2 separate regions of the Mus musculus genome follow, and region 2 is linked to region 1. Evidence: chromatin contacts called from public HiChIP or PLAC-seq data. All regions are on one chromosome and are shown on one strand. Each heading gives the region's core, a stretch centred on a gene start, on an enhancer-like site or on the middle of the called end of the contact. The rest is flanking DNA. Distances are from core to core; before and after follow the strand shown. Region 1 overlaps Wwox (WW domain-containing oxidoreductase). Region 2 overlaps Wwox (WW domain-containing oxidoreductase).

What was found. HiChIP or PLAC-seq counts read pairs in DNA pulled down with a chosen protein or histone mark.
Region 2: a contact with region 1 is called in a CTCF HiChIP or PLAC-seq map of pro-B cells, with 3 times the contacts expected there. The contact joins two enhancer-like sites. A contact is called at or near these places in 1 of 15 datasets of contacts at CTCF or cohesin (pro-B cells), 2 of 484 Hi-C or Micro-C datasets (muscle stem cells and nephron progenitors) and 1 of 9 other capture datasets (embryonic stem cells).

Annotation. Positions count from the first base shown.
Region 1 is chr8:114,546,145-114,551,786 of GRCm38.p6, reverse strand. The region is part of intron 5 of Wwox (WW domain-containing oxidoreductase); the gene reads right to left. Among named protein-coding and RNA genes, the nearest start is that of Gm16116, 48 kb to the left of the region's middle. Within about 2 kb of position 3,241, at least 10 of the 459 cell types and tissues checked have an H3K27ac peak or open chromatin away from gene starts, as enhancers often do. A contact at or near this core is called in pro-B cells, where this site is marked.
Region 2 is chr8:114,799,190-114,804,831 of GRCm38.p6, reverse strand. The region is part of intron 8 of Wwox (WW domain-containing oxidoreductase); the gene reads right to left. Among named protein-coding and RNA genes, the nearest start is that of Gm16118, 94 kb to the right of the region's middle. Within about 2 kb of position 3,196, at least 38 of the 459 cell types and tissues checked have an H3K27ac peak or open chromatin away from gene starts, as enhancers often do. A contact at or near this core is called in pro-B cells, where this site is marked.

The sequences.
Region 1 (5,642 bases), core at 1,992-4,491:
GAGCCTGGCACACCTTACTACCAGGGAACAACCCTTTTCTTTCTTTTTTTTTTTTTATGGATGGTTGTGAGCCACCATGTGGTTGCTGGGATTTGAACTCGGGACCTTTGGAAGAGCAGTCCGCACTCTTAACCACTGAGCCATCTCACCAGCCCCACCAGGGAACAACCCATCCATCCCCAGATCCCTGGACCAACTCTGCGGCCCTTGTACATTTGTCTTCTTGCTGACTTAAGGCTAACCCTGGTGGCTTTGCGTATAGACTTCCTGGTATTCTGACGCCTCACCCTTCTTGAGCAAAGAATATTCCACAACAGATTAGACAAACCCAGAGTGAAAATGTGCTCTCTGCCCTGTGGGAGAGTGGGGAATGATCTCAGAAGCTCTTGGGAGTAAACCGGAAGCAAATCAAGTGTCTAAAATTGCTCTGAGGAAATGTGAATTCTCTAGCACAGAAGAGGACGGCCACAGTGACCTTCAAACTTCCAAAATGACCCACTGAAATTGCAAGGCAGCTGTCAAACTGGAAAGCAAGAGCAACCTCAGATCAACTGTCCTCCATGTGTGGTACGCCTAGGAAGAGCTCCCTCCATCCTCCATAATTGCACAAAACAGCACAGAAATAATATGTGAGCTATCACTCTGAACCCTGTATGTTTTGAATAAACTACATCATCTACACTTTTCAAAACATGGCAACGAAGCTGGTTTCAGTCCATTTGACAAATAAGGAAACTGTAACACAGAATGAATTGACTTGCATACATTTATGGGATAAGTAAGTGTCGGAGGAAAGCTAGAGTCCAGACGGACTGTCAGAATATAGTCCATAGGGCAAATCTGGCCCTCAGCCTGGCTGTATAAATAAAGTTTTATTAGAACACAGCATCCACGTATAAATTTTCTATGCTGCTTCCATGTTGTAATAGCAGAACAGCATTTCAACAAGGACTACAGCGCTCACAGAGCTATAAGTTGGGTTTTTTATTTGTTTGTTTTTTTGGTTTTTTGTTTTTTGTTTTGTTTTTTTACCACCTAGCCTTTTGACAAGAAAGGCCATGCAGTAGCCCCATGTGGATTCCAACTAGACTACAGTCCTCCACTGGAGAAAGCTGGCTCCCTCACAGGCTCTCTGCGCAGTCTCACGCCTGGGCAACTGTTCAGATCAGATGCATGCAGCCTTGGAACCTCCTTTCCCGAATACACGACTGCCCTTATTGTCTGGACAATGCGAATGTCCAGAATGACAGAGCAGACTGTCTCCGGGGGGCTTGCTAGACAGCTCTGTCCACAAGGCACGAGGGAACTGCATGCCGCCTTCCATGTTTCCGTCTATTTTGAGAGTTTGATGTACGTAACAGAAAGCAGAAAGAGAGGCAAAAAGGCACAAGGATGGAAGGGGAGACCTTGAGATCGTGGAGCCATCCTTGACTGACCATGCAGGTAGAGCTGAGGGCAGCTCCGGGTGGAAGCTCTTTCTAGCCACAAGAGAAACTGGAGTCTCAACACCATCGCCACAAGTGCACTCCCGTGACCTGCCACCAGGGCACAAAGAGAGCTGGTCTGGCAGGCTTGTTTCACTAGGCCAGAGGGCAAGGACCAAAGGCCTTAGAGGGGTGATTCCTGTCAAGATACACGTGTAAAAACTGTTACCATTTTGAAATACATTCTTAACCATTTATGTTTATTACTAACTATTACTAACGTCATCTTTGTGTGTGTGTTTTTTTCTCCTTTAAAGCCGGCAGATAGCCTGGTATGATACATGCCCTCATTTCAGAAAGCAGAGGTCAGTGGATCTCTGTGAGCTCAGTAAGAGCTGGGCCTACACAGTGAGATGCTGTCTTGAAAATGAGAATAAGAGCAGGAAACAAACAAACCCCCTAAAGCCAAGTAAATAAAACCCCATGCCCCACCCACACCCATACCCAACAACCAACCCACACCCCCCTTTTGAGAAACTGACTCACTATTATTATTCTTATTCATTTTTATTCTGCTATACTCTGAGACAGGGACCCTAGTGTGATCATCATTACAGAGGCTTCACCCAGCAACTCAGGGAAACAGATGCATAGACCCGCAGCCAAACATTAGGCTTGGGGAATCCTGCAGAAGAGAGGAAAGATTGTAGGAGACAGCAGGGCCAGGACACCACAAGAAAACCCACAGAAATCAACTAACCTAGGCTTACGGGGGCTGACAGAGGCTGGCCCGACAATCAGTGAGGCAGCGGAGGTCTACGTCCTCTGCATACATGTTACGGTTGTGTGGCTGGCTCTTCGTATGAGACTCCTAAGCGTGGTGGCCATGACTCGCTCTTACTCTTTTGTCCGCCCTTAATAAAAGCAGAAGAGGCTGGTTTTGCTGCAACTTGACAAGCTATGCTTGGTTGATATCCTTGGGAGGCCCGCCCTTTCCTGAAGAGAAATGGAGGAGGAGAGGGTGGGGGTAAGGGGGGGGGGACTGGGAAGGGAGGGGGGAGGGGAAACTGCATTTAGGGTGTAATAAATGAGAAAAGAATAAATAAAACAACCAAAAAGTGTTGTGCTGGAGGAGCCGAGGGGGATGGCAACCCCATAGGAAGAACGACATCAGCTACCTGGACCACCCAGAGCTCCCGGTAACTAAACCACCAACCAAAGAGTACACATGACTCCAGATAGAGACGTAGCAGAGGATGGCCTTATCTGACATCAATGGGAGGGGAGGCCCTTGGTCCTATGGAGGCTTGATGCCCCAGGGTCAGAGGATGCTAGGGCAGTGAGGCTGGGGTAGGGTGGGTGGGTGGAGGAGCTCCCTCATAGAAGCAGGGGGAGGAGGGTCAGGATGGGGGGGGTTGTGGAGGGGTAACCGAAAAGGGGGCTATCATTTGAAATGTAAACGAATAAAATGATTAATAAAAAAAGAAACTGATACTGTTTCAAAAACAAACAAAAAATAAATAAGTGTTTAAGACCACCCAGAAGGGCACGTCCAGTTGAGTTTTCACTCTAATCCCCTTGCTAGAAAGGACAAAAAAGAGAGGAAAAGAAATTTTAGAGAGAGAGAGAGAGAGAAGGAGACGAGGAAAATAAAGCAAGGGGAAGGAGGGAGGGGGTTTGGGAGGGATTCTATATACAACATCCTTCTTACTCAGTTTTGTTTTACTTAACTTTGAGTTGTAAATCCCTTGTGGGATGAGACTTGTGGTATTTTATAATTCTTGTTCTATTTTTAAAATACAGACGTGTGGTTCTCTGTACCAAACCAGCCTGACAGACAGTGAGCTGTGGCCACTGTGTGATACCGGGCGCTGCCTGGGACTTGGAGAATTATCAGCATCGTTTTGACTCAGTGGCTGCTTGGTCCTATAAATCCAAACATACCCAAACGAGTCCAGGATTTCTCAATATACGATATCGCTGGTTTTCAATGATGTTAAAACCAAAAGGAGGAGGATGGGACAGGAGCCCAGGCGCTGAGCACCTCCTGTATCCTAAGAAAGGGACACACAGGCCACCCTTGAGCTGGAGCTGTGGCAAAGAGTCTGGGCCCACACAGCACACATGTGAACTTCTCATGACCCTCAAGTACACTCACATGATATATCACACACACCATAAAACAGCCTTGTAATTACAGGGAAAAATTGATTTTAAAGGGCCTATATCAAAATTAATAGTCATAAAAATATAATAACCCATGTCAGAGAATTTAAGGACCAAAGAATTTTTTAACATTATATCTCAGACTTATAAATGTTATATATAGCATTCACAAAGGCCTTTTTAAAAATAGAATAACTAATGCATTAGGGATTTATTATATAATCTCAATATTTTAAAAATAAGTATTAATATCCTCCCCTCTCCCCATGCTCAGGCCTAAAATCGATAAGTTCATCTCAAATCATTAAAGCCCTGATTCCAGGGCACATGCTCTGCATCCTGGACTTAAAGGATAAAGTGCTTGCATCAGCCAGAAGAGGAGGCAGTCACACGTGTGCCTGCAAGACGCAACACAAGGGAGGGCTTTTCCCAGGGGAGCAACCAGTAAGAAGCTCCAAGGAGAAGAAACTTTTAGAATATTTGGGTGAAACTAGAGTATATCCTGGAATGAAAACTAAGCCAGCAGAAGCAAATATTTTAAATTCCTGGTTCAATTCCACTCCAGAAGATGAAACCCACAGCTGGTACTATTATTGGACTAAAAACCTCTGGCTAGACAGTTCACAGGCCCTCGAGAAACTTACTAGTATTATTCTGCTAAATGGACATGGTATTAAAATAACTAACTCCTAATGAGTCATCAATATGCTACACCTATAGATTAACGTGCTTCTCGGTCCTCATCAGGGAAACTTCTGCCTGTAGTAGATGGTGACTAATACAGAGTCATGCAACTGTCAGAGTATAGAGACCATGAAACAACAGAACTATCAGCCCTACAGGGAATATATACGCACCCTCATGCCTTTCAAAGTTAAGGGTATGAGAGCTACAGGCCAATGTGAGAGCCACAGGCCCATGATAACTATGAGGCAGCAGTAGCTGCTGGACCTAGGATGGAACTACACATACAAACTCACAGAAGCTGTGATAGCGGGGGGGGGGGGGGGGGGGAAGGGGGGGCTGGAGCGATGGCTCAGTGGTTAAGAGCACTGACCACTCTTCCAGAGGACCTGGATTCAGTTTCTAGTGACCCCATGATGTCTCATAACTGTCTGTCATCCACCTCCAAGTGATCTGATGCCCTCACACATACATGCAGGCAAAACACCAATGCACATAAAATAAAAACGAATCATTTTTAAAAGGGGGAATTGGGATAACGAGTGCAGGGCCTGGGCAAACCCAAATCGGATGAATTCCTAGCGTGAAGGGAGGAGCTAAGGACCTGGGCATGGCCTCTCACCCGGAGAGGTGGAGTGTTGGCATTGGTTGTGGAAGGAGGAGTCGGTTTCTCTAAGAGTGCAGCCTCTGGTGGAAGGCCACTAATCCAAGAATATTTGGGCAGTGCAAACTGGATTGGATGACATTTCTCTTTTGTTGTTTTACCAAAAGGCACACGTTGGATTGACGGTGAAGGGTGGGTGCATCTGAAGAGCACTGGGGGAGTGGGGCGGGTAGTGAATATGATCAAAACGCATTGTAGGGAATTCTCAAGGAATTGATAACTTTTTTTTAGATAAAATAAAGTCTTGATTAAACTGCCATGATACATATATGCGATGAAACCCACTGATAGGGACAGAACCAAACATAAGGTAGATAACACATTTAAAATGTCCTCAAGTACCTAAAGTCAGCAATAATATACTTCACACTGAAAAACTCGTGAAAGGAATCGATGTCACATTGAGTCTTTTTTTTTAACAATTAAAATACAAGAAATTCAATTCATGGCTACTGTAATTGGAAAAGAAAACTGTCTAGAATGGAGGTGAACAAAGTGGTGTGGCTGTGATATGTTGGGAAGAAACAGCGGGTTTTAGTGATGTTTTCAAGACATTTCAGATGGATGGGGGAAAGGTGGTGTTACCAAAGGCACAGAATTCCAGTGTCTGATGCTGAGCCTAAGACGCTCCCAGCTGGAAGCAGCCACTGGCAGCCATGGCCAGAGGCATCTGTCTCTTTCCTTTCTCCCACTACACGGGAAAG
Region 2 (5,642 bases), core at 1,947-4,446, 250 kb before region 1:
CAATAATCTCGCTGGGCACGGAGGTACAGGAAAATGGTCTGGATTGTCACGCAGCCCTGCAGCTGCACCTGAGTTCTTCAGCCTAGGACCTCTTTGACTTTGCTAGTCACTTACTTCCGTCAACCACTGTTTCCGCATCTGCCTAGCCGGAACCATCTGCTTAGTAAGAAAGGCCGAGATGGAGCCTACATCAAAAGGTTGGGGACTAGTAAGTACCTGCTTCAACATGCTCCATAAAGTGCCCTCAATGAATCGTTGTTTAGATTGCATTGTAATAAGAGGCTTGTATTATATCATTAATAACAAATGGAATGAAAGCTTATTGAGAAATGTCCAGTGTTTACCATTAGAACTAGAGTGAATATTAGTGTCCTTTTCTTTACTTTCTTACCAAATGATTGGTTCCTATACTTGATTTTTATTCACTGAAGATTAAGAGCCTTGCCAGGCAGTAGTGGTACATGCCATTAATCCCCAGATACAAAGGCAAGAGGATCTCTAAGTTCAAGGCCAGCCTGGTCTACAGAGTGAGCTCTATGACAGCCAGGGCTAAACAGAGGAACCCTGTCTTGAAAAACCATAAAAAAAGAAGAAGAAAAAAAGAAGAGAAAAGAGAGAAGAGAAAAGAAAAGAAAAGAAAAAAAAGAAAAGAAAAAGGAGAGTTTGTGCTAGATGTTTAACCAAACATATAAGTATTTTGAGTCACAGACACCTTAACGGTAGAAAACAGGCATCTCTACTTGCTCAGGCTTCTCTCATTGTAACAACCCCCATTCACTACCACCACAGGCTTTCAAAGCCAGGGTTGTAAGCACAGATTACCTTTCATTACACTGCCCTAATAACAACCCCTTCTTTGACAAGTAATTCAGGGAAGGCTGTGGAAACGGGCAGCATGGTGATGATTAAAGCTTCAACTGTCCTTGACACAAAGAAACAGGGTTTCTGAGTTACAAACAGCAAGACAGGGTAGCTACCAGGCGCCAGGCTATATATAACCCTATGAGGCATTCAACACCCATCGACAGATCATGAGGGTATGCTAAGGGGATATGGTCCTTTACAATCCACAGAGCATGGCAGGTAAGGTCTGGGGACCCACGGACTCGAGGAAGTAGGACATTTGAGATCCCTTAATTCAGGGAGCAGTGCTGGGTTGAGATTCTTATATTGCATGCCATTTGGGATTTGAAGTGTTCACCATAGCACTTGGTAGATGCATGCTTTGCAGCCAACACAATGTTCCTATGGGGTTATCTGGGCTTCTGTTTATAGTGCAGGTTAAAGCTGCAGTGGCCAAGCTACTGTCCTTTGGCCTTGTCATCCACTTTGTCATATCAACCTATATGCCAGTCTCTCCCGGACCTGAGGTGCAACCCTGTAGTAAAGGTGCAGGATGTGACGTCTTGTTTTCTTCCCCCCTGTGACCATAGAGAGGTCTTACATCAGAGTCCCTGGAGACACCAGTCAAGTCTAGCCAATAGGCAGCTGAGAGGCTGAGAGCCAGTGACATAGGACACCTCAGATTAAAGCACTTTGTAGCTGTTGTGACGCCCTCTAGTGGCAATCAGGGACACTTGTACCAGATGACACAATGGAAATCAGCCTGTGTCCCCGAGGAACCCTGGGGACACTGGATGGAGAGCTATGACATCGGTAAGAAAAAAAGCATTCCCACAACCCCCTATTCTACCCACTACACACACACACACACACACACACACACACACACACACACACATGCAGGTATGCACACATGCACACCCTTAAACCGAGAAGTAAATGTTATCTCTTGTTTCTTTTGTCCTGTCTCATTTTGCTACTTGTTCTGGTTACAGAACAAAATTGGACTAATGTCCTCAGGGGTCAGACTGTGACGACTCCCAGCCCCTCATCTGGGTTTTTAACTGGGAGGCTGAAGGTTTTCCCTGCATTAAGAAACAAAGGCAGAAAACAAAAGCACTCGGGGCTTATTATCTCTGCTTCCTGTAGAAATGCCTTCCCTGAATTATCATTTGACATCATGCCAGTTTAGAAGGTTGATGTAGGAACCATTTACTCACAAAGTATTGCTGAGTCTTTTATAAAAAATAAAAACCAAAAACCAAAAACTGGGCATACACCTGCCTTTTGGATTACCTAAGGCCTCATGTAGCCTTCTGCCAAGGTCCAACTCCAAGGCAAATTTCCACCTTTGCAGACGGGCTTTTGCTACCTCAGTTTTGCTCCATGACAATTGCAAGCAACATGGTTTTCCTGAGTGCTTGGACTCTAAGGATTCCTACCAAAATTCAAAGGCTGAATGAGCGAGAGAGTGAGTTTAGACCTGGCAACATCCACTGTGGTACTGTGCAGAACGCCTTTCTTCTCCTTCATTCAGATTCCTTGTGATATTCTTCATCTTTCCAGCCGGAGGAACACAGGCCCTATCACGCCCTACAGAGTCAGGTTCCCCTCTTCATTCGAGTTTCCACAGCTAGGTCCCAGGAGATCAAGCATCGTCAAGTGAGTGTCTTTGGCAGGTGATGTCTGCTCTTTTACAATTGGTGTCTGTGGGAGCTCGGGAGGTCTAGGAGGGATGATGTGAGGAAACCCATCAGGATCAAATCTGGATTGAAGACTAGCTCTGCCCAATTCCCATCACGAGAATCCTCCATTTGGAGACACCCTCTGGTGTCAAGCAAGATACCAGACCATGGAAATAGGCTCACCAGCCCTTGGCTAAGTCTACATTCATTTTTCATATTATAAAAGTAACCCTTGCTTCCAGTGGGAGGAGCGAAGGACAAAGGAAGGGCACAGGAAAAGCTCTAGCTAAACTCTAGCCTGGCACATTCAGGTGCCATACGTGTACATAGGCCAGTGACGTGTATCCCTGGGAGACAAGTGTTTCTTTTTTTAACTGTCCCCTTACAGAAGGAAAACAGGATGCTGTCAAACCACAGAGTCGACGTCACATCACATGGGCAATGAGTGATAGAGACAGATTTGAACCTGGGTCTATCTGACCAAGTTCATTAGGTAACTACAGACATTTGTTTTATTGGATATTTTCTTTATTTACATTTCAAATGTTATCCCCTTTCCTGGTTTCCCCTCAGAAAAACATCTGTCCCCATCCCCTCCCCCCTCCTCCTGCTCACCACCACACCCATTCCTGCTTCCTGGCCCTAGCTTTCCCCACACTCTGGGGCAAAGAGCATTCATAGATCAAAGGGCCTCTCCTTCCATTGATGTCGGACTAGGCCATCCTCTGCTGCATATGCAGCTGGAGCCATGAGTCCCACCATGTGTGCTTTGGTCCCTGGGAGCTCTGGGGGGTACTGGCTAGTTCATATTGTTGTTCGTCCTATGGGGCTACAGACATTTTGCTGGGTTTCTTTTGTTCCAGTTTTAAAATAATTTCTTTACTGATCTAGTAATTAATTAATTAATTAATTAATTTATCTATTTTATGTGCATGGGTGTTTTGCCCACATATATGTCTTTGCACCACATGCATGAATTATGAGCAGTTATGAGCCATTATGTAGGTTCTGGGAATCAAACCTGAGACCTCTGGAAAAGCAGTCAGTGCTCTAAGCCATCTCTCTGACCCTCATGTGTTTCTTTCTGCAGCTTTTTCTACGCATGCCTGTATATACATACCTGTGCACAAATATATATACACACATATATTTATATATATAAATAACTACATATATTGTGTGTATATATGTGTATTTAGTTCAGAATCTTGTACTATGCATATACGTGTATTAGTATAATGATTTTAATGTGGTACATGCATTTTCATAAACTGCTTTTTACATTCAAAATGTAAACTATTAATATATGTTACTTCTCTGAATATCTCTCTTAATTTAGAGTGTGTGTCTGTGTACATATACACACGAACCACACTCACATATTCAGGGAGGTCAGAGGACAACTTGTAGGACTTGGTTCTTCACACATGTGGGTCCCAGGGACTGAACTCAGGCCATCTGGATTGCCAGCAGGCTCCACTAAGCCATCCCACCAGCCCTTCCCTGAATAGTCTTAATGCCCTTCAAAAGTTTAAATTAAGGGGCTGGAGAGATGGGGCATTGATTTAGTAACTAGCATCCACTGCCTGTAACTCCAGCTTCAGGGCATGTATTTACTTCTGGCTTCCATGGCTACCTATGCACTTACACGCACATACCCACACACAGATTTATACATCCTTGAGAATAAAATAAATGTTTTGAAATTTTTCATTTTATCTACACTCCTTCAATTCAATAGATAGCTATACTTAACAGTGAGGAGTACACATCTTATAAAAAAAAAAAAAAGCCCTCCACTTTGTAAAACAAGGAAATGCTTAGAAGACTCAGAGGAAACACAGTGCATAGGAAGGGACTACTATAAAGCAGCCCCGAGTGCAGCCACCACATGCAGCCACAGCCACAGCCACATTCCTGTTCCCTGGTTTGACACCTAGAGCAAGCATCAGCTCTAATGAACATTTGGCAAAATGACATCTCATTTGTGTGTAAAGAAGGAAGCTGATCCCTTCTCCTTTGCCCCCAAATTCCTGCTTTTTTATGAATCTCAGACAAGCTCACATGTAGGGACAGATGAATCTGCAATCAGAAAATGGGTCTGCATATCACCAATGGTGATATGTGGGGAAGTCTGGGCCAGGCAGCGCGACTGTACGATTCTGCCCAAGGCTAAGCATCAAGCATACATTTCCATGTGGAACACCCGGGTTCCTGAGTCCGTTTTCACTGCCCCCAACCCCCAACAGCACGACTATTCAGTTCTGTGATGTTTTGTTCTTACTAATAATGTCTAAACATACCGGCTCCCATCCACCCATTCACTGAGACAGATGGCAAATACCGACCCTGACCGCAGGGCAGAGAAACTGCAGGAAAAACAGGAATGCAGGGTGTAGTTCGATATTCTAGGTGAGCTGATGTGTAGCTTAGTATGCCTCTGGGTGTGTGTGCGCGTGTGCATGCGTGTGAGTTAGTAACGGAAGTGGGAATTCCTTGTATATGAATGAAAGAGGGGTGTTATACATTTATTTATATTGGATCCGATCCTGTTTCCAAGGAGAGAGTAAACTGTTTAACGGGGAACATGGTCCAGCTCGGATACAACCTCTTTGGAGTGTGGTTCATTGGTCGGTTCGCCTTACTTGTGGACCTTCGCATTAGTCATGATCAGCTGCTTGTCTTTAGACAAAACACACTCTTTGGTGAGGTGTGTGTACGTGTTTCCTTTCTTAGAAGCTGGTTCAAGAGCAGCGTAGTCGCCTGCTTAAGAATCACCTGACCACCCATGGAGGCGGGGTTCGGAGACCCCGGATACGCACCCTCCCCCAAAAAAAACCATCTTTGGGTCAGAAGCCCTTCGTTTGTCCACAAGAATTAACTAGACGCTTTACAGGGGACTCCATGTCTGCTTGGTATAGAAGCAGATCAGCGGCTCTCGTGGACAAGAGACGGATTTTGAAAAGTTCCATCCTAACCTCTCGCCTTCAGTTACTCAGGAGGTTTCTTTCTGGAACCTCTGCAAGAGTTTCCGCGAAGGTCGCCTATAGGAAGGGGCTGGCGGGTGTCCGGTTGAATGATTTCAGTGAATTCTCACAAAACCCCCTCACGAGT